5 separate regions of the Mus musculus genome follow, and all the other regions are linked to region 5. The links are chromatin contacts, called in public promoter capture Hi-C and targeted proximity ligation maps. All regions are on one chromosome and are shown on one strand. The core of a region is the stretch at or near the end of the contact, and the rest is flanking DNA. Distances in the headings are between cores, read along the strand shown.

What was found. Promoter capture Hi-C pulls out the DNA fragments that hold promoters and counts their contacts.
Region 1: a promoter capture Hi-C map of hippocampal neurons shows a contact between it and region 5, with 4 times the contacts expected there. A contact is called at or near these places in 4 of 39 promoter capture datasets (cranial neural crest, embryonic stem cells, hippocampal neurons and 1 more), 2 of 130 datasets of targeted methods (astrocytes and embryonic stem cells) and 1 of 9 other capture datasets (embryonic stem cells).
Region 2: a contact with region 5 is called in a promoter capture Hi-C map of liver, with 5 times the contacts expected there. A contact is called at or near these places in 7 of 39 promoter capture datasets (cranial neural crest, frontonasal cranial neural crest, hippocampal neurons and 3 more) and 2 of 130 datasets of targeted methods (astrocytes and stem cell-derived neural progenitor cells).
Region 3: a promoter capture Hi-C map of liver shows a contact between it and region 5, with 4 times the contacts expected there. A contact is called at or near these places in 7 of 39 promoter capture datasets (the 3T3-L1 cell line, the HPC-7 cell line, cranial neural crest and 3 more) and 1 of 130 datasets of targeted methods (bone marrow-derived dendritic cells).
Region 4: a contact with region 5 is called in a targeted proximity ligation map of embryonic stem cells, with 6 times the contacts expected there. A contact is called at or near these places in 9 of 39 promoter capture datasets (cranial neural crest, frontonasal cranial neural crest, hematopoietic stem and progenitor cells and 6 more), 9 of 130 datasets of targeted methods (acute myeloid leukemia, astrocytes, bone marrow-derived dendritic cells and 5 more) and 2 of 9 other capture datasets (adipose tissue and embryonic stem cells).

Annotation. Positions count from the first base shown.
Region 1 is chr19:16,872,487-16,875,186 of GRCm38.p6, reverse strand. Foxb2 (forkhead box B2) reads left to right here and starts at 1,357. Exons shown (of 1, transcript NM_008023.2): 1 at 1,357-2,700. The coding sequence starts at 1,547.
Region 2 is chr19:17,497,281-17,499,980 of GRCm38.p6, reverse strand. All of the region lies in intron 24 of Pcsk5 (proprotein convertase subtilisin/kexin type 5), which reads left to right. Among named protein-coding and RNA genes, the nearest start is that of Gm41813, 37 kb to the left of the region's middle.
Region 3 is chr19:17,284,636-17,287,335 of GRCm38.p6, reverse strand. No RefSeq gene overlaps it. Among named protein-coding and RNA genes, the nearest start is that of Gcnt1, 71 kb to the left of the region's middle.
Region 4 is chr19:17,136,887-17,139,586 of GRCm38.p6, reverse strand. The region is part of intron 9 of Prune2 (prune homolog 2); the gene reads right to left. Among named protein-coding and RNA genes, the nearest start is that of Prune2, 180 kb to the right of the region's middle.
Region 5 is chr19:18,630,574-18,633,273 of GRCm38.p6, reverse strand. It overlaps Nmrk1 (nicotinamide riboside kinase 1), which reads right to left and starts at 1,258. Exons shown (of 9, transcript NM_145497.2): 1 at 1,193-1,258. It overlaps Ostf1 (osteoclast stimulating factor 1), which reads left to right and starts at 1,461. Exons shown (of 10, transcript NM_017375.3): 1 at 1,461-1,654. The coding sequence starts at 1,621.

The DNA.
Region 1 (2,700 bases), core at 108-2,607, 1.8 Mb after region 5:
TTCTCCACCCGCCAAGCTTCTTGCCTCCTAATTCCCTGCCTATTATCTTTCTGCCCCCTAAATCAAGGTTCTGGGGTGCAAAGAGCAATTCGTGCCTCGCTGAACCTGCCAAAAAATGGGCCGATCTGTAGGCCCCAGCTCTTCTTTCTATTGGTTTCCACTTACAACCCTCTGGGCGTCTCTGTTTCTCCAAGAGAAAAGGAGCTGGAGACAAAGGTGCTCCAAACTGGAGACCTAAATGGCTAGGCCACCGGGAAACTAAGGGAGAGTGGGTGAAAAGACTGAATGATAAAGGGAGAGAGCTATGCAAGACCTGACGGGTGAGAAAGCAGTGCCGTGCCCCCTTGCTGTGGAACAGCAGACCCCCACAACTAGACAGTGACCCCTTCTCAGTGGTCAGACGGCTGAAGCCTGGGCTGGCAAGCGGGAAGTGAAAGCGAAGGGTCGGGGTGACCAGTGGAAATGGAGAAGGGGCGGAGACGAGAAATTGTGCCTTCTTGCCCCTTCTTCAGCAAAAGAAGAGGCTGTGGAGGCGGCGGCGGCGGAGTCCCTCAGCCTCGGTCATGTGATAGTCTCGAAGCGCAAGCTGCAGGGGTCTCGGCGTCTCGGGGACCATTACAAAACGCAGCCAGGAGAGCGCGTCGCTGCCACAGCAGCGCGTCTTCTCAAAACCCGCGGGGCAGAGCGGCTGCAGCTGCAGCTCAGACGGCTGTTCGGACCGGGCGAGCCGGGTCCTAGCCTGTCTACGCAGACGCCCCCTGCAGCCTGCGGCTAGCTCCGGGAGTTCTGACACCGTCCCCTCCATAGAGCCTGACGGTGGGCGCCGCTGCTGTAGACAGCACCAAACTTTTTTCTTGGAACCACCACCTAGAGCTCGGTGCCTCTTCCATTTTCAGCTTGCCTGCAGATCTCCTGAAAAAAGAGGGTACGTACGTACAGTAGCGGATAGGAAAGTGCGCGCTCCCTCTCTCTCTTCTTACCCTGTCTACCCCTTTTTGTAAGATTTGAACTCCAGCGCGGACAGACCCAGTACCAGGTCAGCTTCCAGGGTCGAAAGATCGGTCACCAGTGGCCTCGGGACAGCTAGTGTGGACTCGAGCTTAAAAAGCCAGTCTTCATTATCCAGTTGGTTTGATCTGAGCTGCCTTTGTACCGATAAAGGGAAAAGAGACCAAAAAGAAACTCATTCCACAGCCTTTCGCTCCAGAGCTCAAGTCTAGTCATCCAAGAGGAGGACGAGACGGAGAAAAGCAAGGTAAAGCTGGCGAGTCTCTCTGGCTACTGTGAGGGCCTGCCCACGACAGTCAAGACCAGAAGTTGTGAGCGCCATAAAACTGTATTGGCTCAAAAAGCCAATTGCGGGGACCCGGGGCAGCTCCCCGAAGGAGGAGGACCAAGGCAAAAGGGGTCTGGGGACCAAGAAAGCTGGGGATCAGGCTGCGCAGGTGGAGAGAGAATTAGTGGGGACACTTAAGCCTGGTATCCGGCTTTCCGAGAGGCGTTAAGGCCCACTGTGGGCCGGACGGAAGTGGAAGAGCCTGGGAAGATGCCACGGCCAGGGAAGAGTTCCTACAGCGACCAAAAGCCGCCCTACTCTTACATCTCACTGACCGCCATGGCCATCCAGCATTCGGCTGAGAAGATGCTGCCTCTGAGCGACATCTACAAGTTCATCATGGAGCGCTTCCCCTACTACCGCGAGCACACGCAGCGCTGGCAGAACAGCCTGCGCCACAACCTCTCCTTCAACGACTGTTTCATCAAGATCCCTCGGAGGCCGGACCAACCCGGTAAGGGCAGCTTCTGGGCGCTACACCCTGACTGCGGTGACATGTTCGAGAACGGCAGCTTCCTGCGGCGCCGCAAGCGCTTCAAGGTGCTACGCGCAGACCACGCTCACCTACACTCAGGAAGCAGCAAGGGCGCGCCCGGCACGGGGCCAGGAGGTCACCTGCATCCCCACCATCCCCACCACGCACACCACCACCACCACCATCACCACCACGCCGCACACCATCACCACCATCACCACCCGCCGCAGCCGCCCCCGCCGCCGCCGCCGCACATGGTGCCCTATTTCCACCAGCAGCCGGCTCCGGCTCCGCAGCCTCCACACCTCCCGTCGCAGCCCGCGCAGCAGCCACAGCCGCAGTCGCAGCCTCCGCAGACGTCCCATCCCGGCAAGATGCAGGAGGCGGCGGCCGTGGCGGCGGCCGCAGCAGCGGCGGCGGCCGCAGCGGTGGGCAGCGTGGGGCGTCTGTCTCAGTTCCCACCCTACGGGCTGGGCTCGGCCGCCGCCGCCGCCGCTGCAGCCGCCGCGTCCACCACAGGCTTCAAACATCCGTTCGCCATAGAGAACATCATCGGGCGGGACTACAAGGGCGTGCTGCAGGCTGGAGGGTTGCCTTTGGCGTCGGTCATGCACCACTTGGGCTACCCCGTGCCGGGCCAGCTCAGCAATGTTGTCGGCTCCGTGTGGCCTCATGTTGGCGTGATGGATTCGGTAGCCGCGGCTGCCGCTGCTGCCGCCGCAGCTGGGGTCCCGGTAGGCCCGGAGTATGGGGCATTCGGGGTGCCAGTCAAGGCTCTGTGCCACTCGGCAAACCAGAGCCTGCCAGCTGTACCGGTGCCCATCAAGCCCACGCCTGCGCTACCACCCGTGACCACGCTGCCGCCGGCGTTGTCTGTCCCCACGGCGTC
Region 2 (2,700 bases), core at 16-2,515, 1.1 Mb after region 5:
GGACACGATGTTTTAACCCTCCATCTGTTACACTCTTCCTTCCTTGTCACAGTGTTGGGGTCTTGGGGCAGGCCATCCTCAAACAAGAATCATGGAGGACACTTGATATGGCATGTTTGAGTCTGAAGTGGCGGCGCAGGATGTCTCCTTTTGCAGAGCCAGCTTCTCAGCAAGTTTAAATAACACATGACAACTTAGCAGTAGAATGTCCATTTGCTCCCTTATGCTGTTTCATGGCAGGTGTGTGGTCACAGTCAGAAAAGGATCTGCTGCGTTGGTAGCAAGGGCAACCCTGTATTGCTGTACCTTTCCTTTATCTACTTGCCAGGAAATGTACCAGCCAGACTGAGAATTTGAACCGCCCTCTCTATCTTTCAGGGAGGGTATCCACCTAGGCATAAAGACACAGAAACAGAGAAACCTTTCTCTCTGGGTTCAGGAGCCTCCCATGTAAATGAGAAGTTCTCAGATCTCGCTGCACACTGGAATTACCTGAGAGCGAGAACATGAACATCACACTGCCCGCTTGCCGTTCTCATCTGACTCTTCTGGAGTAGGGCTTAGGCCTCAGTATTTTCTGAAGCGCTGACTGATGTTGGTGTGCAACCATGGTAAATAAAAAATAAAAATAAAAAAAAATAAAAAAAAACAGTGACTGAGAACCTGCATATACACATAATTGCACCACCATATTTGAAATTCTTTTGTGGATGACAGGAGCCGAAGCAGACACAGAGAGGTGATAATTATTACATTTTAATGTTCTGTCCAGGCTAGGTATGGAGCTAGGCAGATGGTTCACACACATGGTCTGGATTTCTCAGGCTAGCCCTCTCTATCCAAAGTCCTTATTTTCATTTGATAAATGAGGAAGGCAATACGCAGGGAGCTTATGTAATTTGCCCAAAGTTACACAACTTAGTAGGTTTTAGAGCCAAAGCTAAACTTAGGACTGTCTGGCTCTAACCCTGTAGACCATCCAAATGCTCGCTCCTTTCCAGAGCAGACTGCATTCATCTTCCATTTGCCTAGAGAAGAGAATGAACGTTGTAGAAATCTCCACCTGTTGTGTCTGAGTCTATCCTCGTGGGCTTGTGTTCTTGGGTGTCCCCTAATGTTTCCCTTGTCTTTCTCCTATGATTAAGCTCACATTCTTATGGTTATGGCAGAGAAGGACATATTGGCCAGATAGCCAGAGCTCAATTCTAGAGCAATTAGCTCATCATCTTGGCTCTTCGCATTATTACACTGTTTGCTCCCAGAGCTGAGTAACTTATTGTGTAACTGACCTGCGAAGTTGAGCTGTGAGCCAAGGCTGTCTGGATCACGTAGGCTTGCAGAGAGAGAGAGAGAGAGAGAGAGAGAGAGAGAGAGAGAGAGAGAGAGAGAGAGAGAGAGAGAGCTGAGCCAAGCACATCCAAAATAAACCTAGTTAAGTAAGAGATCTGAGTGGTCAAGTGCATTGCACAGCAAGTGAGGCTCAAACGACCATCTGCTGTTCAGAAAAGCAATGTGAGGTCTAGGATGTTGAGCTCCCAGTGTGCAGAGGTGGGGGAGCGCTGGGTGGAGGGTTGGAGTTTATACTGACAAGGCAGAGACAGGAGAATCACAGAAGATCTAGAAACCATTTCTTTGTGTGTGTGTGTGTGTGTGTGTGTGTGTGTGTGTGTGTGTGTTTTAAATGTTTATTTTTTTTAATTCTTTTTAATTAGGTATTTTCCTCATTTACATTTCCATTGCTATCCCAAAAGTCCCCCATACCCTCCCCCCCCAACCCCCTATCCACCCACTCCCACTTTTTGGCCCTGGCGTTCCCCTGTACTGGGGCATATAAAGTTTGCAAGTCCAATGGGCCTCTCTTTCCAGTGATGGCCAACTAGGCCATCTTTTGATACATATGCAGCTAGAGTCAAGAGCTCCGGGGTACTGGTTAGTTCATAATGTTGTTCCACCTATAGGATTGCAGATCCCTTTAGCTCCTTGGGTATTTTCTCTAGCTCCTCCATTGGGGGCCCTGTGATCCGTCCAATAGCTGACTGTGAGCATCCACTTATGTGTTTGCTAGGCCCCGGCGTAGTCTCACTACAGACTGCTATATCAGGGTCCTATCAGCACAATCTTGCTAGTGTATGCAATGGTGTCAGAGTTTGGAGGCTGATTATGGGATGGATCCCTGGATATGGCAGTCTCTACATGGTCCATCCTTTTGTCTCAGCTCCAAACTTTGTCTCTGCAACTCCTTCCATGGGTGTTTTGTTCCCAATTCTAAGAAGGGGCAAAGTGTCCACACTTTGGTCTTCGTTCTTCTTGAGTTTCATGTGTTTTGCAAATTGTAACTTATATCGTGGGTATTCTAAGTTTCTGGGCTACTATCCACTTATCAGTGAATACATATCATTTGAGTTCTTTTGTGTTTGGGTTACCTCACACAGGATGATGCCCTCCAGGTCCAACCATTTGCCTAGGAATTTCATAAATTCATTCTTTTTAATAGCTGAGTAGTTCTCCATTGTGTAAATGTACCACATTTTTTGTATCCATTCCTCTGTTGAGGGGCATCTGGGTTCTTTCCAGCTTCTGGCTATTATAAATAAGGCTGCTATGAACATAGTAGAAACCATTTCTTTAGTGGGATTGAGGAGAAACTGGGAGAGAGACACATGGCACAGAGGTTACAAATGAATGCAGTTCTTCCGGAGG
Region 3 (2,700 bases), core at 51-2,550, 1.3 Mb after region 5:
CTCAGTGGTTAAGAACATTGGCTGCTCTTTCAGAGGACTCGCATCCCATTGCCAGAATCTACATGGTGGCTCATAACTGTCTATGACTCTAGTTCCTAAAGATCTGGGGCACACACTCACATGGAAAACAGACACACATGCAAGCAAAGTGCATACACACAGTTAATGAAAGCCTGGAGTGTCACTCACTGTCTTGGATTGTGTGTGCCTGAGACATTCCTGTAACTTTGTGTCACTGAAGTCTAAATTCAGAGTGTTGACTCCCCAGACAGCTTAAATGCTCTCACAACCTCCTCTACACCAGGGTGGCTTTTTTATCTTGGTGGAAAGTCTGAAGTCAACCTCAGTGGACCTTGGGGTCATGCTAGAGACTACTTTAGTTTGCTTCCAGAAAGCAGACATAGCCTCAAAACCACAGGGTCACACCCAAGGGAATACCATTATTGTTAGGATTAATGACATTTTCAGAAGTATTTTGTTTGTCTGAGGTAAAATCTTGGAGAGTAAATGAATAAGAGGGGGATAGTAGTAATAAATGCTGTAACCTATTCCATGCTCTCCATATTGGTATCGTGTAACATTTTAAACAGATTGGCTAGTTTTTATCAGTAGCTGCGGTATAATTATTACTTATCCTTTAAGTACTTTAGATGATAAGTATGTTGAAAAAACATTGCCCCAAGAATATCCCATCTTAGATTTTTGTTGTTATTGTTGTTGTTGGAAATAAATATGCTAAGATTTACTTATTCTTATTTGTCTCTGTGCGGTGATGTGCATATAAATGCAGGCACGTAACCTGGAGCTGGAGTTAAAGCCAGCTGTGAGCTGTCTGATGTGGGCGCAGAAAACTGAACTTGGGTCTCCTGCAAGACCAGTGCATGCTCTTCACTGCTGAGCCATCTCTAAGTTCCTGATTTTATAAGAGTAGAGACGTAATGATTTTCCTTATTGTGTCCTCCAAATTTAAAACAGTGACTGGCCTCCCAATAAACACGTATAGAATGAACGAATGGAGGTAGTACTCAAAGCAAAAAGGGTTGAGAACACAGTCTTTCAGAATTCCCTGTATGCTTCTATAGTCTCTTCTTTCTATATGCCGTGCATCCACAGATTCCATGTGGAGTTAGCTTTCCTCTGAATGTTGCTTCCCACGCTAGCCTGCTGGATCCTCCTGTCATGGGTGTGGCTGGCATTCATTCAGGCTGGCTTTTGATTTTTATCTAGAACATGGGCCAGATGTATCTTCCTAGAAAGCCTTGGATTTTTGCCACATTTAAACCGCCGATTGCAGAGATCATAGGAATCAGGGCACAAAACAGAGATATGAACTGGTTATAAGTGGATTCAGGGAAGGGAAGGCTCTGTTTCACACAGCGAAGCTGTAGAAGTTGACTTGAGCCTCTGAGACAGCACAATTGGAGGGCTTTCTTTTTTCCTTAAGCAGCTGCTATTTATCAGCAGTCTTCTTTGTTCTCCTGAGAATTGGGGTGAAGATCAGGATGGAGGTAAAAAAAAAAAGGCACAAATCACAGTGGGAATGAGTCCATCAGCTCAGCTGAGGCAAATGGACTGTTTTGGAATCAATCAGATCTCAAGTGGGCAGAAATAACAATTTCACTGAAGCCTGTGGTGAGTGAGGCAGTGTGACTCAAATAGCTAATGCAGAGGTTGGGGGAAACAGAAGGCTCTTGGAATCCTTCCCTTCATCACTAAGCAAGACCCTTCTCTTCAGAGCAGAACGTGCAGGTTTCTGGGGGTTGACTGGCATTTCCAAACAAAATTCGAAAGTGAAGTAGAAATGAAAGCATAGACTGGAAGGTGAAGTGCCCAGACATAGTTATATCAAGGCCTTGGAATTCTGGTGTGAAAATGTCATCGATGCTGTGGAGGGGGACCCAGGTTGTGTACAGAAGATACAAGGCTGCCTACCACAGTAGAAAGCCCACACTGTCTGTCAAAGTCCTGCTGGTGAGCTGCAGAGGGCATCCCCAGCATCTTTAGACAAAGCTCATAACTGACTCCGCCCCCAGGAACACTCCTGAAAATACAGCATGGAGAATGCCCTCAAATGACGCCTTTTCATGGCGTTTCCTGATCATGTTTGAGTAGCTGTTCCTACTGAGGGCTTGCTCTGCTGTGGAAGCAGTGTTTGTGTGATGCCAGGAACCATATGGTTTCTGAATTGCAGTTGAAGAAACCCTCTCTTAAATACTTATCCTGTCGAGTGAGAAGGCTGGGTTAGGGATCTTTAGATGATGACCCTGTGGTGGAAGGAGGTACAACCCTGAGAGGTGGCTTGTAGTCTTCTGACCTCCACACGCATAAAGCTCTCTCCCTCCCTCTCTCCCTCCTCCCTCACTCCCTTCCTAATTGTTTCTCTCTCACACACACACTCAAACTAAGTAAATAAATGTAACAACAACAACAGCAAAACACTACTAAAGTAGGCAGAGACTCTAGCTCAGTGGTAGAATGCTTGACGATCATGTGTGAGGCCTTACATTCAACTCCCATGACTGCAACAAAACAAAACAAAACAAAACAACAACAACAACAAGAAAACAACAAAAACTCAGTTCTGACTTTGATGCTTAATGGATCCGTGTGAATGATTTCTTCTTCTGATACCTGTTCTTTGATTGTATGACAGAGGATAATCTTTCCATTCCTTGACACATATTGGGTTCTAGGTAAGCA
Region 4 (2,700 bases), core at 22-2,521, 1.5 Mb after region 5:
CAGTCGACATAATACATTTAATTCAAAGGGTTTTGTTGTTGTTGTTGTTGTTGTTGTTGAAATCTCAGGACTCAGCCATTTAGTCAATCTTTCCTAACTCTCCTAATTGTTCTACTGTCTACGTACAATCAAATTCTCTTAGTCTTCCATGTGTTGCTGAAGGCTCACTTGACTATACTTAGATTAGGGAATTCTTTTCACCAGAAACATTTTCCCTCCCAACCTGCCAACGCTACCCTATCCCTACCTCTAACCTATCCTTACCTCTACCCTATCCCTAACTCTACCCCCTCCCCATCTCTACCCTCTCCCTAACTCTATCCTATCCCCATCTCTACCCTATCCCTACCTCTACCCTATCCCTACCTCTAACCTATCCTTACCTCTACCCTATCCCTAACTCTACCCCCTCCCCATCTCTACCCTCTCCCTAACTCTATCCTATCCCCATCTCTACCCTATCCCTACCTCTACCCTATCCCTAGCTCTAACCTATCCTTACCTCTACCCTCTCCCTAACTCTATCCTATCCCCATCTCTACCCTATCCCTACCTCTACCCTATCCCTAGCTCTAACCTATCCTTACCTCTACCCTATCTCTAATTCTACCGTATCCCTAACTCTACCCTCTCCTCATCTCTACCCTATTCCTAACTCAACCCTATTCCTACCTCTACCCTATCCCTAGCTCCACCTCATCCCTTGTCCTCATTCTTGTCCTCTACCAGGAAGGAACTGGAGCAGCCCAATCTCTTACCTGAAAGCACCCAGAGTCCCTCTGTTGTCCCTCTTACTGAACTGCCTTCATTCTGTCCTTGCCAAGCCAGTTGTTTCACTTTCTCCTCCCAACGAGGGTGAGGAAAGAGAGTGAATCCTAATTAGCTTTGGATCACATGCAGCCCTTAGGGAAAGCATTCTGTTCATAATAAATATACCTGCGCTGAGAGTCTGGTTTCGTTCTCTAGATGTAAGCGCAAAGGTTGTAAACTAACTCGGAAGTGCCACCTTCCTCCTGAACTTAGTAGGTGTTTTGCTTTTCCCAGCACAGAGAAATTTAAATATATGGGGCTACATTTTGCTAAAAGCCCAAAGCCACTGAAGGTTGAAAAACTAAATGGAATGAAAAAAGAAATTCACCTAGATGCACCAACGAGAAAGTTAGCCCAACATCTGGTTAAAGGGAAGCCCGCGGGGCTTCAGGCTTTGTTTAGGTTCTAGAAGCCACCTTTGCATTACAAAGCGGCCCCCTGAGATGTCCCCAGAGTTGCTAGCTCCAGAAAATCAACAGACTCGCCTTCTTTTATTTGCCTTTGAGTAGAGGGCAAGGAGGTTCAAGCCATTGTAATGCACTTTCTACTATCCTATGAGAGTTTAATTTGTCAATAAGAGCAGTGGGCATTTTTTGTTGTTTTGTTTTAGAGGTGTGTAGATATTAAATTTCTCAACAATTGACATCCCACAGTCTATTTTCTTTACTATTTAAATTTAATTATCCTACATTTTTATGTTCTGGGCATATTACCAATTATAATGCCAGGAAAACTTTCATCACATGAAGACTTTGAGATGGCTTATTCTGAAGCAGCTCCCATCTTCCTCTGTGGGAGGCTGGGGGGGGGGGGGGCTTTGAGGAGGGGGAAAGGGTAGAGATGGGGATGGTGCTAGAGCCCTGGAGCTCTGGGGTGACTAGGCAGGGATGAGTGGTGGTGGTGGGGACTGGGGCTGGGGTGGGGCGGGGTGGGGCTGGGGTGGGGCTGGGTGGGGCTGGGTGGGGCTGGGGCTGGGGCTGAGGCTGGGGCTGGATGGGTGGGGTTGGGGTGAAGCTGGGGCTAGGGGCACTTTTCCTGGTTGGATATGGGTCTAAAAACTACTCACAAAATCAGTTACTGATACTAATCTGTAGAGAGTCGGGCAATTGGTGAAAGGATGCCCCTCTCCCTTAAAACATGGCCAGTGCTCTCTTTGCAGGGCAGTATCTGCCACCCATCACCTCTGCCGGGTAGAAATCGAGTGTTATCGTCTAAAGTGGCCAGGGGCACTTTATCGTTAATTGCTTACACAATTTACTTTTTCAGCGAAATACTGACATTTCATACATAAAATAGTGGTTCTGTCTCTTGATTCTGATAGGCCAGTGCGAACAGCAGAAGCCCATTTTTGAGAGTGACCTACTTCTGTAGCTTAGAAATCAGGTAGGTTGTAAATGTTCTAAGATTTATCAGAAAAATATTGAGAAGTGGGTGTTGTTATAGTAGCTTCGATAACTTTTAGAAACGCAAAATGTGAACTCCTCACTACTCCGGCAGCCTGCCCACACCATCCAGACATTACAGTCATCCTCTCTCGGCGGTCTCAACAGTTTTAACACGGTCACTTCCTCTAATTTATTGTCTGCATATTTATCCTAGACATAAATGAATAAAAATTGATTATAGCTATGCAGAGGTGTGTTAGATAATTGTCTGCAGCCAGGAAGGGGGCGAGAAATCGAAAGCTTGCCTGCTCCTTGGTTCTGAGCTGGTCAGCTGTCGGGTGTCAGGGGTGAGGGACCGGGCAGAATCCAGCCTCCTCTTGCCCCCTCCTCCCTCCTCCAACTTCCCAGCGGCAATAGACAGGCTTCAAGAAGGACTGTCTCCATTGCAATCTCTCCTCGCCCGGCCCAATCTTCCTAAAGTCTGACCAGGACCCACCTACCTTCT
Region 5 (2,700 bases), core at 9-2,508:
AGACTTCTAAAGCACAGAATGATTCCCAGGAGGATGGGAAGAGTCAGCAGGCGGCAAGAACTCCACCATCAATCAAATCTGAGAAACACAAGAGCAAACACACATGCTCTTCAGATGACTTCAAGGCCCAGGTTTCAGGACTTCCGTGAGGTTCAGGCTACAGTTATCTGGATACGCTCCCATGAATAGGACTAATTTCAACTTTGAACCCTTTTGGTAAGCAGAAATCCCCCACAGGTAGAGTTCCTGGTAAGCAAGGCCTGGGGGCATAGCCATGACCAAGCTCCTGCTAACCTTTGCCCCTTGAAGTTTCAGTCACTTTTTTCCCCGTAAATTAACCTTCAATAGACATGTTGAAGGTCCATTTTGTGGAGGTTCTTTTTTAAAAAGTTGCTTTCTTACATTTGTATCTAGGTTGCGGTGCATGTGTGTGGGCAGGTGCATGCCATGGTTCACCACAGAACACATGCTCAGGTCATAGGTCTCCTGGGAGTTCTCTTTCCAAAGTGTGGGTGCTAGAGGCTGAACTCTGCTCATCAGGTTTGGCAGCAGGGGCAGCTGGACCATTGTGCTGACCCTGTAGTTTCTTACATAACCAGTATTTTCATTTTTATTACCCCTAATATACAATAGGCATATAATATTGACTGTGACATTGTGAGTTTACTTATGTGTGAACATAAACTCTCGTGTTGGGCAACTTGTATAAAGTACCAGCCAGTAGTATAGTTTTGACTTCGCGGGTAACTATTCAACTCTGAAATTGTAATAAGAAAGCCAATGCATAAGCAAACGAGCATGCTGTGTTCTAATAAAATTTTATGGTCACGGAAATCTAAGTTTCCCCTAACTTTCGTGTGCCACAAAATACTATGCTTTTGTCTCAGCTATTTAAAAAACGCCAAAAGCACTGTTAGAAGTCTTTATAAAAGCCAGGCAGCAAGTGGGTTGGAGTTTGTTAACCAGATGCTGTAGAAAAAGCTGTCCTGTCCCGTGGGGGATCAAGACCCGATTCTCCAGCTAGCAAATGTGGGGTCTCCTACAGCTAGCAGTGTCTAGTTGCTTTTTAGGAGCATCTAAGTCCCACCGCGGTTTCCCTAGACACGATCAGGTTCCTGGTACATACAGCGAAGGAGACTCTTGAAGATTCCCAGGCCTCGCCGTGTGTACGCAGCAGGCAGTGGGTACTCACCGAAGCGGGTTCGAATCCTTCCCAGCAGGGTCGCAGAGCAAGCTTCAAGAGCGTTTCATGCCTACCACTGCCCGGTGCTCACCTAGGCAGCGAAGTCCACTGCGCTTTCATAGCCTCCCCTACGCAGGGCCTGAGGGCGTGGCTACTGTAAAGCTCCTCCCCCAAGAGAAAGGCGGGGCTCCGGCGTGCCGGAGCAGGCTGGACCTCTGAGGTTCGGCCGGGCTCCCCGCCGCAGCCAATCAGCAGCCGGCGAGGCGCGGCCACTTCCTGGTGGGAAGGCCGGGCTGTCTGCGGAGCTCGCTGGTCCGAGTGTCCCGCATCGGGTTGCGCGCGGATCCGGAGCGGCCGCGGCCAGCGCAGGCTTGGCGCCCAGTTCTCGTGTGCGTGTGGGGCTCCCGCGGCTGAGCCTGGTCGCTCCGTGTAGCGCCATGTCCAAGCCACCTCCCAAACCGGTCAAACCAGGTAAGAGTGGTGTGCGCTGCGCGTGCGGGTCTCCAGGCTGCGGGACCCGGTGCTCGAGTTCCCGAGGAGCGTCCTCGGACTCTGTCCACACGGCTCGCCAGGACGTTCTAGCGGTGTGGTGGCAGCACCTCGGTCGCGGCCACTTCCTCATATTTCGCCCTGTCGCTGTCAAGTTGGAGTTCTTGACCGGCAGGCGAACGGGAAGTGCGCTGCGGCTGGGTGGGGTTTGCGCCCGGGCTGGAGCGGGCCAGGGACCCGAGGTCTCCCGGGAGCTTTGGAGAGCTGCTCGGGCGCTGCCAGCGGGACAGCCGGGCTGCAACCCTCTCGGCTCCTAGCTTTAGGCAGTGTCGCTCTGTCATGCATCCTAGTGTTTTTGCTTAGGGTGACTCTCGCGAACTAAACTGGAGAGAGTACGAAGTTCCTCAAAGCAGTTTTCTTGACCGCCCTTCCTGGTTCACTTTTAAAAACGTTGTTCTTAGAGTGTTTTCTGTGATATGGAGAAACGAGACTAAATAAACTCGTGGGAATTTTCATTTGGATAGGGAATTGACAGGGATCGTAAAAAAATGGGAGATGAATGTTTGATGAATTCCCAGACCCCTTTTCCTAATCTCCTGCAGCTTTGGTATTACAAAGGCTGAAAGCCATTTACATCAACTTTTATAGCTGCTTATGCTGCTGCTTCAGTGATTTTTTTTTTTTTTTTTTTTTGCCCTTGAGGTTGTTTTATTGGTTTTGCTTTGCTTGTTTGTTTGTTTTACTAAAGTGACAGTCACTTCAACTTCAATAATTATCCAGTTTCCTTCTTTTGTGGCAGCATCAAGCCCCTGACTTTGAAAATAATGCACACATATTTGTGAAACAGGCATTCGCTGTCGACGTAAATTCTGTAGGGCCGGAATATGAAGGAAGTGGCTCAGACTGGCTTTGGCCTGAGCAGAGGCTGGGCGGGTGCTGGTTGAGGCTGCCCTCGACGTGAAATCTGAGAAGTTTGCAATTTGCAATTTAGATGCGGATGTATGAGGTGGCAGTTTTGTAAACTCTGC